2 separate regions of the Mus musculus genome follow, and region 2 is linked to region 1. A link is a contact called in public HiChIP or PLAC-seq data. All regions are on one chromosome and are shown on one strand. The core of a region is the stretch at or near the end of the contact, and the rest is flanking DNA. Distances in the headings are between cores, read along the strand shown. Region 1 holds the start of Katnal1 (katanin p60 subunit A-like 1). Region 2 has its middle 11 kb from the start of Gm30078.

Region 1 (4,267 bases), core at 421-2,920:
ACCATCTAGAGGTACAGAGAACTATAGTTGAGAAGCAAGGTATGCTCGTACAGTCTGCTGGCTTCAGGCTACCAAACCTCATACGTGTGGTACAGAGTAAGCAAGCCAGTGGCTGGGGTCGAAGGGCCTCACCAGGACTACTTCCTACTGATTAGGGGTGTCAAGTTTCTTGGGGCAAGTTCCATCTTTGCCATCAGGATATCTAATTTCTTGTTGTTGTTTCTTCTTTACGTAGGAACAATTACTTAACAAGTGGTGATCAAGAACCAACCCCACCTCTTGGAGTCTTAGCATTTATATGCCCTCTGAAAAGTCCCCAGAATTCCAAACATCACACAGTCACGGAAACTATCTGGCTGTTGGCAAAAATCACATCCCTTGTACAGCATGAGGCAAATCGCAGTCAACCGCTGTGGACAATCTGAAGCAGCCCAATATCCCAAACCTGGGATTAAAACAAAAACAATTTTTATATTTCTATGTAAATTCCATGTTTAAAAAAAACACCAAAATTCTCACTACACATAATAAAAAGAGGAAATCATCCTGAGCCATGCTTAATATCAGCATCCTGAGACAGACAGGTGAGCTCCAGGACAGCCTGGTTTACACAGTGAGTTCTAGCTAGCCAAAACTACACAGTGAAGCCTGGTCTCTAAAACAAAGAAAAATGTGCATAAATCAATCAGGTATTTTTAAAAAATAGAAACAGAATACAGAACACTTCAGTGTAGTCAAAAGGAGATTGTTCAGAAAGTTCAATAAAATACATTTCTAGTAAAGTTGGCTAGAGGAGAAAGTCAGAAATGAAGGAGAGCTAGCAACAGAAACTTCCAAGGGAGTGAAAGACCAAACAAAGCTTAATGAAATAGACAAGTGTGTGAGATCGCAGCACATCAAAACCCACTAAGAAATCTCATCAGTCAATAAAACCAAGTTCGTTATTTATGACCTCCCCAAAATACTCCAGACCCATCAGCTTCGTGTGTGCGTTCTAGGAAGTGCTTGGGGAAAAAAGAAACAAATGCTAAAGACACTCTCCAGAAAAAGGCAAAAATTAACTAGCCATTGAAAGTTTAACTAGTCTTCAAAGAACCAAAATATGTGTGGGCAACATTTAGGTAGTAAGTGAAGAGTGGAGCCGGAAGGGGGCATTAATTACTCCATGACATTCAACCTCAATAGCTAACATGCAACATATATATATGTATATGTATTCAGACATCACCAAATAACAGTAATATCCTTCATCAGCTTTCACACTTGTCCTTTTAAATATTACTGTCCTCTGAACACACGCTAATGAATGGATTTTATATGCCAAAAGCTCTGAGGTACTTGAAAAATAAGCAGAAATACCTAGAGATTCACAGGGAAAGGCAAAGGCCTTTTAGTGAAGGCTTTGTCGGGTCTCGCATCGACCTTGCGCCATACATACGGTTCTGCACCAAGAGGCAGCACCCTAGGAGGCCCAGGCCCCGCGCGGTGGCGATGGAGCGGGGCCGCGAGTGCAGAGGCTGCGGGGCTGGAGCGCAGCAATGAGGCTCACCTGCGCTACCCCCGCCCGACGCACAGCGCCCAATCCAGCGACCACCCCGGAGCCCCCTGCAGACAAAGAGTCACTTTAACACCATCTGAGTAGCTCCCAATTTATCAGTCTGTCGCCGCGCTCCGGACCGCTGGGCTTTGTAGTTCTCGGCCCGAATCACCCAGCCAAGGCGGCGAGCCTGATGAGCCACCGAACTACAAGACCCATGATACCCTGCGACTGGTGCTACATTCTGCGTGGCTCTCCCGCTTCTCCTCCGGGGGAGCGGCCTGTTGCCGGCGGCCGAGGTCTTGCGGACTGGGGCTGCCCGCCTGGGCTCCGCAACCCGGCTCTCCCTGTCAAGCCCGGCCCCTCGGGCTCACCACTTAGATCCTGCAGGTCAGGGCTGTCAAGGAACGGGGAGGGGCGAGGCGGGGCGCCGTTAGCCGCCGCCCGCCCGGAGTCCGTTAGTTCGCGGCCGGCGCGAAGAGGCGGTGGCTCACGGTTGCCATGGCAGCTGCGGCAGTGCTGCGGAGAGGGCGTGGGGCTGAGTCAGCGTTGGGAAAGGGGGCAGTAGGGAAGGATGCTCAGAGGCGAGTGTGGCGAACACGGAGCCCTCACCCCACAGGATGAGGAACCCGAGACCCTAGGTGGGGCGTGCTGCACCGGCCGGCATCGGGGCGGGACGTGTGCAGCGACAGAGAGCGGCTTCTAAGGAGGCGACCTTGCTGAGCCAGCTCTGTGGATTGGAGGCTGCTCGCAGCCCCCTCCCGCCATCCTCCAGGGAGTGGAGTGAGAACGAGCCATTGCTTAGATAGCGTGTGCACACAGCCTACAGGAGGATTCTGGACTCTGGAACTCGTAAATGGCACTGCTCCCCACCTATTGAATTCGAAGCTATAATGGGTCTTATGCAGAGGTTTGTGCACTCTTCAGTGTACTATGGGCCTGGATTAACAACCTGGCCTTCTAACACAGCTCCTTGGCTAACTGGTTGGTAGCCGATGACCCGAGGCACCTTACCTACCTGCTCTGAACGTTTTAGTCTGCAAAATGGAACTATCTCTGTTCCTGAGAGAAACTTTTATGATAAAACAGAATAAAAGTCTGGCACCTCACACGGTAGCTTTCAGATACTAGTTAATCCAATCGTGATAAAAGTCAAAATATAAGCCGGGCGTGGTGGCGCATGCCTTTAATCCCAGCACTCGGGAGGCAGAGGCAGGTGGATCTCTGAGTTCGAGGCCAGCCTGGTCTACAAAGTGAGTTCCAGGACAGCCAGGGCTATACAGAGAAACCCTGTCTCGAAAAACCAAAAAAAAAAAAAAAAAAAAAAAAAAAAAAAGGTCAAAATATTTGACTAGCAGTTGAAGGTGGATTGGCCGATGGGGAAATTGTCCTGTACCGATTAAAAAGTGCTATATCGCCGGACAGGGGTGGCTCACACCTTTCATCCCAGCACTTGGGAGGCAGAGGCAGGCGGATTTCTGAGTTCGAGGCCAGCCTGGTCTACAGAGTGAGTTCCAGGACAGCCAGGGCTACACAGAGAAACCCTGTCTCAGGGGAAAAAAAAAAAAAGTGCTATATTTCGCTAAAGGTTTAGGTCAGGGAAGTGTCTGTAGCTGTCAGAACTCATGGAATAGAACAGTTATGATTTGTACATTTTGTTGTGTGTAAATATACTTCAAAAGTAGTGTGATGCCTTAGGAAATTAAATTAGGGAAGGTGGGCACTGTGTCAGTGCCTTTATTCCTGGCAGTTGGGAGGCAGCAGCCAGACTGGTCTACAAATTGAGTCCCAAGACAGCCAGTTCTTGTTATACAAAGAAACCCTGTTTTGAAAACAAAACAAAAGAAACAAAAGAACTAAATTAGGACTGTGTAACTTATTTGTTAGAGCGCTTACCTGGCATGCATAAAGCCATGGGTTTGATCCCCTATACCACATACAGGGTACACCCAGGTAGATTGGCTGCACAGCTCTGCAACCCAGCATTCAGGAGAATGAAAGCACAAGGATTAAATGTTCAGAACCAACCTCAGCTACCTAAAGAATTAAAGGCCAGCTTGGGATGTGCGAGAGACCAAGGAAGAAAAGAACAGATAAATCATGATGGGGCAGGGGTAGTGGCTCACACCTGTAATCTCAGAACCTGGGAGGTTCAGTAAGGCGGGACACTTACCTCTAATTGGGGGTCAACCTGGGCTACAAGGTGAGACTGTCTCAAAAGGTGGGGCAGAGAAAAAAAAGTTGAAAAAGCAAGCTATTTCATTGTCAGAGTCTCCCCATCACAGAGATCTCCTTCCAATTGGTTCGAGCCTTCTGCTCACCTCTGTGGGGAGGCCTAGTCCTCTCTAAGCCTGTACTGTCCATGGGGGACACAGCCTCAGGGTCACTTCTAGCTCAGAGTCCTTTTTCTGAGCACTCAAGACTTCCTCATATCTTACCTGCAACTCTGCTTCTTCCCCCGCCCCGCCCCCCTCTGAATTCCACACCCTTTTCTTTGCTTGTTTGCAAAGCACACCTTTTTCTGAAGGTCTGAAAGTCTGGAGTAGGCTCACACCCGCCTTTGCCCCTCCACCAACTCCCATTCCTCCAGCAGAAGCCACAGCTTGCTCCTGCCCAACATTCTACAGGCGGTCTCTCCCATTCTCTTCCTCTCTTTCTACAGTATTTCCCATCTCTCAGTCTCCCCCGGCCCCGGTATTTTCACACCATTCCTCGAAAAAATGATAGGAA
Region 2 (4,362 bases), core at 1,327-3,826, 150 kb after region 1:
ACAGCCCCCAGGCCCTGCATGCACAGGTCTGCTGCTCCTCCAGCTGGTGTCAGCTCCCAGCAGCCACTGGGAAGTGTGTGGGGGAGGAGTCAATGCCTTATCATCCATTCCTTTCCTTCCTCAGTCCCTGAAGAGAATGTGCCTCTCACTCTTCCTGCCTTTCCTCCTGGCATCCCTTGTGTGGTGGTTTGAATATGTTTGGCCCAGGGAGTGGCATTCTTAGGAGGTGTGGCTTTGTTGGAGTAGGTGTGGCTCTGTTGGAGTAGGTGTGGCTCTGTTGGAGTAAGTGTGGCTCTGTTGGAGTAAGTGTGTCACTGTGGGTGTGGGGTTTAAGATCCTCATCCTGGCTGCCTGGAAACCAGTCCTATCCTAGCTGCCTTCAGATGAAGATGTAGAACTCTCAGCTCCTCTTGTACCAAGTCTGCCTGGATGCTGCCATGCTTCCCACCTTGATGATAATGGACTGAACCTCTGAACCTGTAAACCAGCCCCAATTGGTCCTTATAAGAGCTGCCTTGGTCATGGTGTCTGTTCACTGCAGTAAAACCCTAAGTCACCTGGGCTTTGGGGACAGCCTTCTCCTCTGTGCCCAGGACTTTGAACCTACTGTCCCTTCCTGTCCTGTTCCCACCGCCTCCACCTCCCCCCCCCCCGATGTTGTTTGTGGCCTTCAGTTTGTGTCTGCTTGCCATTTTTCATCCAGCCTACCACCTGGCCTCCAGGAGTCACTTGATCCATGAGTAAATGTTTAAACGTGATAAAGAGGAGAAAGTTCTGGAGAGGTTCGGGTCTAACACTGAGCTGGCTCCCTACTGCTTCCTGTCCCTCTGTCCTTCATCGGCAGATGCTGTGTGTGTTTGCTGAGATGTCACACCGTTACCCCATACATATGTACAATTATCACATGGTAAAAGCCAACAAGGAGGGAGCGAGAATGGCCAAATCGAGCTCATAGAAAAGTGGGATTGAGTTTCTGATCTCTTACAGTCTTCACCATCCTTGTCACCCCTTCCTCCAGCTGCCCCACCCCCCCGCCCCCGGTCAGGACCAGGATGCACCTAAGAGTTTGGCCACTGTTTGCTGTGCTGAGGTCAAACCCAGGGGTGTGTGCCAGGCCAGGCAAGCACCTGTACCTCTGGGCTACAGGCCCAGGCCTGTTTGTTTTAAACATGCTAAAATGGCCTGTACTTACAGATATCTTTTAAAACATGTTCAAGGCAAACATGGAAACGGAAATGCACAATTCAGTCCTTAGTTCTGTGGCTGACTCTCAGTTCGGGAGACAAAGTGATAAGTAGCCAAAAAGATCTCTTCCAACTGCTGTCAGTGTTGAGGTTGAGGTGTTGCTCAGTGGTGTGGAGCTTTGTCCAGGTCCCACCTGTCCCCCATGCCTCAAGGGAGTTTAATGGGAGACCAAGGAGAGACAAACATCATGGAGCAAGGACTGGATGCCCTGTCAAAAACATTAAAATGCACTTATTTGAACTCCTTCTTAGGATGCATAAGGGGCCTTCTGAGATGTGTTGGGTACAGCAATCCGGGCTGCTGCTGTCATCTGAGGTCCACTACGTGGTGGAGGTATCTTCAGGCAATGAACAGGAGGCTCCAGTGTCCCACATACCACCATTCTCAGAGACAGTCTCCCTAGAGATTCTCTAAGTGAAGTCAAAGTAACAGAGGAAAGGACAGAGAGCCTGCAGTGGGTCACACTGGAAGGGGGGGAGGAGGAAGGGGAGGAGGAGGAGGGCTGTGATGGATTATTCAGTCATGGAAAGCACAGGTAGGGCAAGCCTACGAACCTAGAACTATAACAGAATATAGCAGAATTCCTTAGAACCTGGTCTACTCTTACAATAGGTGTTTGTTTGTTTGTTTGTTTGTTTGTTTAAGGATTGGAGAGAGAAGCCAGGCAGATGCTCTGTATTGAGCTACACTAACATTTAAAAAACCACCGGGGAGGCTGGGAAGATTGCTCAGCAGTTAAACACACAACCTGCCCTTCAGCACCTGTGTCAGGTGGCCTGTAATCTCAGTTCTAGGAGATCCGATACCTCAGGTACGTGCAGAGACACATGCACACATAACTGAGAATAAATATAATAATTTTTTAAAAGAAAAAGCACTCTTTGCTCTTTCTTACACCATTGAGTAGTGGTTTAAGAACTCTGTGGAACTTCGGGACACAGGTCCAGCGTTCTGTCAGAGAGAAAGCTAATGTTTGTTCTGCAGAAGATGCAGGCAGCCAGCATCTGCCTGATGTGGGGGTTGGGACCAGAACTCGGGTTCTCTGCAAGAGCAGTTGGCGCTTTGAATTTCCCCAGGCCCTAAATAATGTACAGTCAGGGTAAGCCAGTAGCATTGTGTCCTATAACTTGGAAAGCTTGAGACTGACTTGTAAAGCAACCATGGTCTGGCGCTGAATAGCCGGTGAGAGGCAAGCAGGGTGCTGGCCCGAAGACCTGCCTACACGAACTCATTTGGGTTTCTTCCTCAGACCGTCTAGTCCCTTGGAACTCAAGTGACTCATGGCCAGCCTCATTTGCCACATTCCTTCCACACTGACGATTCAGGCCAGTTCCAGTCACTCGAGGAATGCTGAGGGCCATGGAATTCTCCAGCACTTCTTGAGTGAAGAGAGCGGCTGTGCCTGGAAGTGGTGTGGGCCCTGGGAAATCCCAGGACAGCCTCCCCGTGGTCACTACCCAGCATAGATCCTGGGGCCCGCTACGTTCCCAGGAAGGCTGAGTGTGGGAACGACCTCAAGCATTCTCTTCCTGCCTCTCGGCATTATAGAAGCTAGGAAACCAGCAGAGGTTCCCCTAACCTGTTGGACAGGAAGGGCCAGGCAGCTTAAGCTTGCTGGAGGCCTCCTGCTGCCCGGATCTGCTTAACGGGCTCTGGGCTCTTCCTTCCCCGCAGAGAGGAGGTAGCACCGGTCAGTAGCCAGGACGAGGCTTCTTTGACCAGACCTCCGCGGGAAGTAGCAGTGAATGCAAACTTGAGCTCTGGTGTTCTGAGAATGGAGTGGGAGGTGGCGTGCGGGTGGGGTGAGGCACCAAATGCTTCAAGGAACACAATTTATATTGAGCATAGTAGTGCACACTTTTAATCCCAGCACTTAGGTTGCAGAGGCAAACAGAGCTCTGTAAGTTGAAGGCCACCCTGGTCTACATAGAGAGTTTTGGGCTAACAAGGGCTGCATAGAGCATCTCTATCTCTAGACAAGCAAGCAAGCAAGCAAGCAAGCAAGCAAGCAAGCAAGCAAGCAAGCAAGCAAGCAAGCAAGCAAGCAAACACAGTTACTTAAAAGAAAAGGAGGTTTCTCTGCTGCCGCTCCTGAGGGCGGGGATACCGCGCCTGAGGGCGGGGATATCGCTCCAATGCTTCTTGAGGAAGGGAAACCCTGGCCACCTGGTTCTTCATGCCAGTGTTTTGTACTTCAGGGTTTGTCAACAGGACTTTGCTATCCTCCTGCCTCAGCTCCCTGAGTGTCATCGTGCAATGTTTGTTTCTTTATCAACTTTAAGTGTCTACCTCTTCCTAGTTGTAGTACAACTGACACTTTTATACCCCTTAGCAAGAACTTTGGTATATGGAAATTACTGGTCATTTGCTTTGTTGTTATTGTTGTTTGAAGGGGCCCTCCCAGTTAACCCAACCTAGTCTCAGATTTCCCCATCCTTGCTGTGGTGGCCCACACCTTTAATCCCAGCACTCTGGAGGCAGAGGAAAGTGGATCTCTGTGAGTTTGGGGCCAGCCTGGTTAACATAGCATGTTCCAGGACACCCAAGAGAGAAACCCCGTCTTGAACCCGCCCACCCGCAAATCCTCCATCCTCCTGCCTCAGCTTCCTGAGTTCTGGGACTGTAGATGTGAATCACTGCAGTTGGCTCTACTGTGCTAAAGATCTCCCTGGAGGAATAATGTCACATCGGTCAAGTGCTAAGCCTGCACCGTGACATTTTTAAACTACAAGGTAGTCAACAGAAAGATTATGTTTTCCCCCTATCGTTCCTTGGTGGACACATTTTGAAGATAGGATTTGCAAAGAAGGCTCATGTTCAGCCTTCTTATGTGGGTTCCTTCAGGCCCTCCTCCCTAGCCACTAACCTGTGGTTATGCGCACGTGTGTGCCTGTGATGTGAAGGATGTGACTGGGAGCAAGAGGCAGCGTTAAGTTTTTCAGCAGTAGAAAAGCGAGTGCATTTCAAATGCTGCTATTCGCTAGCAGGTTCTTCTTTAATGTGCGTGAGGTTTTGCCTGTGTGTAAGCATGTACACCCACCACATGTAAGCTGGCTGGCCACAGAGGTCAGAAGAGGGCATTGGATCCTCTGGAACTGGAGTTATAGGGGGTTGGAA

What was found. HiChIP or PLAC-seq counts read pairs in DNA pulled down with a chosen protein or histone mark.
Region 2: an H3K4me3 HiChIP or PLAC-seq map of the SCID.adh cell line shows a contact between it and region 1, with 14 read pairs. The contact joins the enhancer-like site here to the promoter of Katnal1 in region 1. A contact is called at or near these places in 5 of 115 datasets of contacts at active chromatin or transcription factors (the SCID.adh cell line, bone marrow-derived macrophages, hepatocytes and 2 more) and 3 of 9 other capture datasets (adipose tissue, liver and pancreatic islet).

Annotation. Positions count from the first base shown.
Region 1 is chr5:148,926,977-148,931,243 of GRCm38.p6, forward strand. It overlaps Katnal1 (katanin p60 subunit A-like 1), which reads right to left and starts at 1,671. Exons shown (of 11, transcript NM_153572.2): 1 at 1,550-1,671. It overlaps Gm36446 (a long non-coding RNA gene), which reads left to right and starts at 1,836. Exons shown (of 2, transcript XR_377236.1): 1 at 1,836-1,927; 2 at 2,157-2,646.
Region 2 is chr5:149,076,530-149,080,891 of GRCm38.p6, forward strand. No RefSeq gene overlaps it. Among named protein-coding and RNA genes, the nearest start is that of Gm30078, 11 kb to the left of the region's middle. Within about 2 kb of position 2,577, at least 142 of the 459 cell types and tissues checked have an H3K27ac peak or open chromatin away from gene starts, as enhancers often do. A contact at or near this core is called in the SCID.adh cell line, adipose tissue and regulatory T cells, where this site is marked.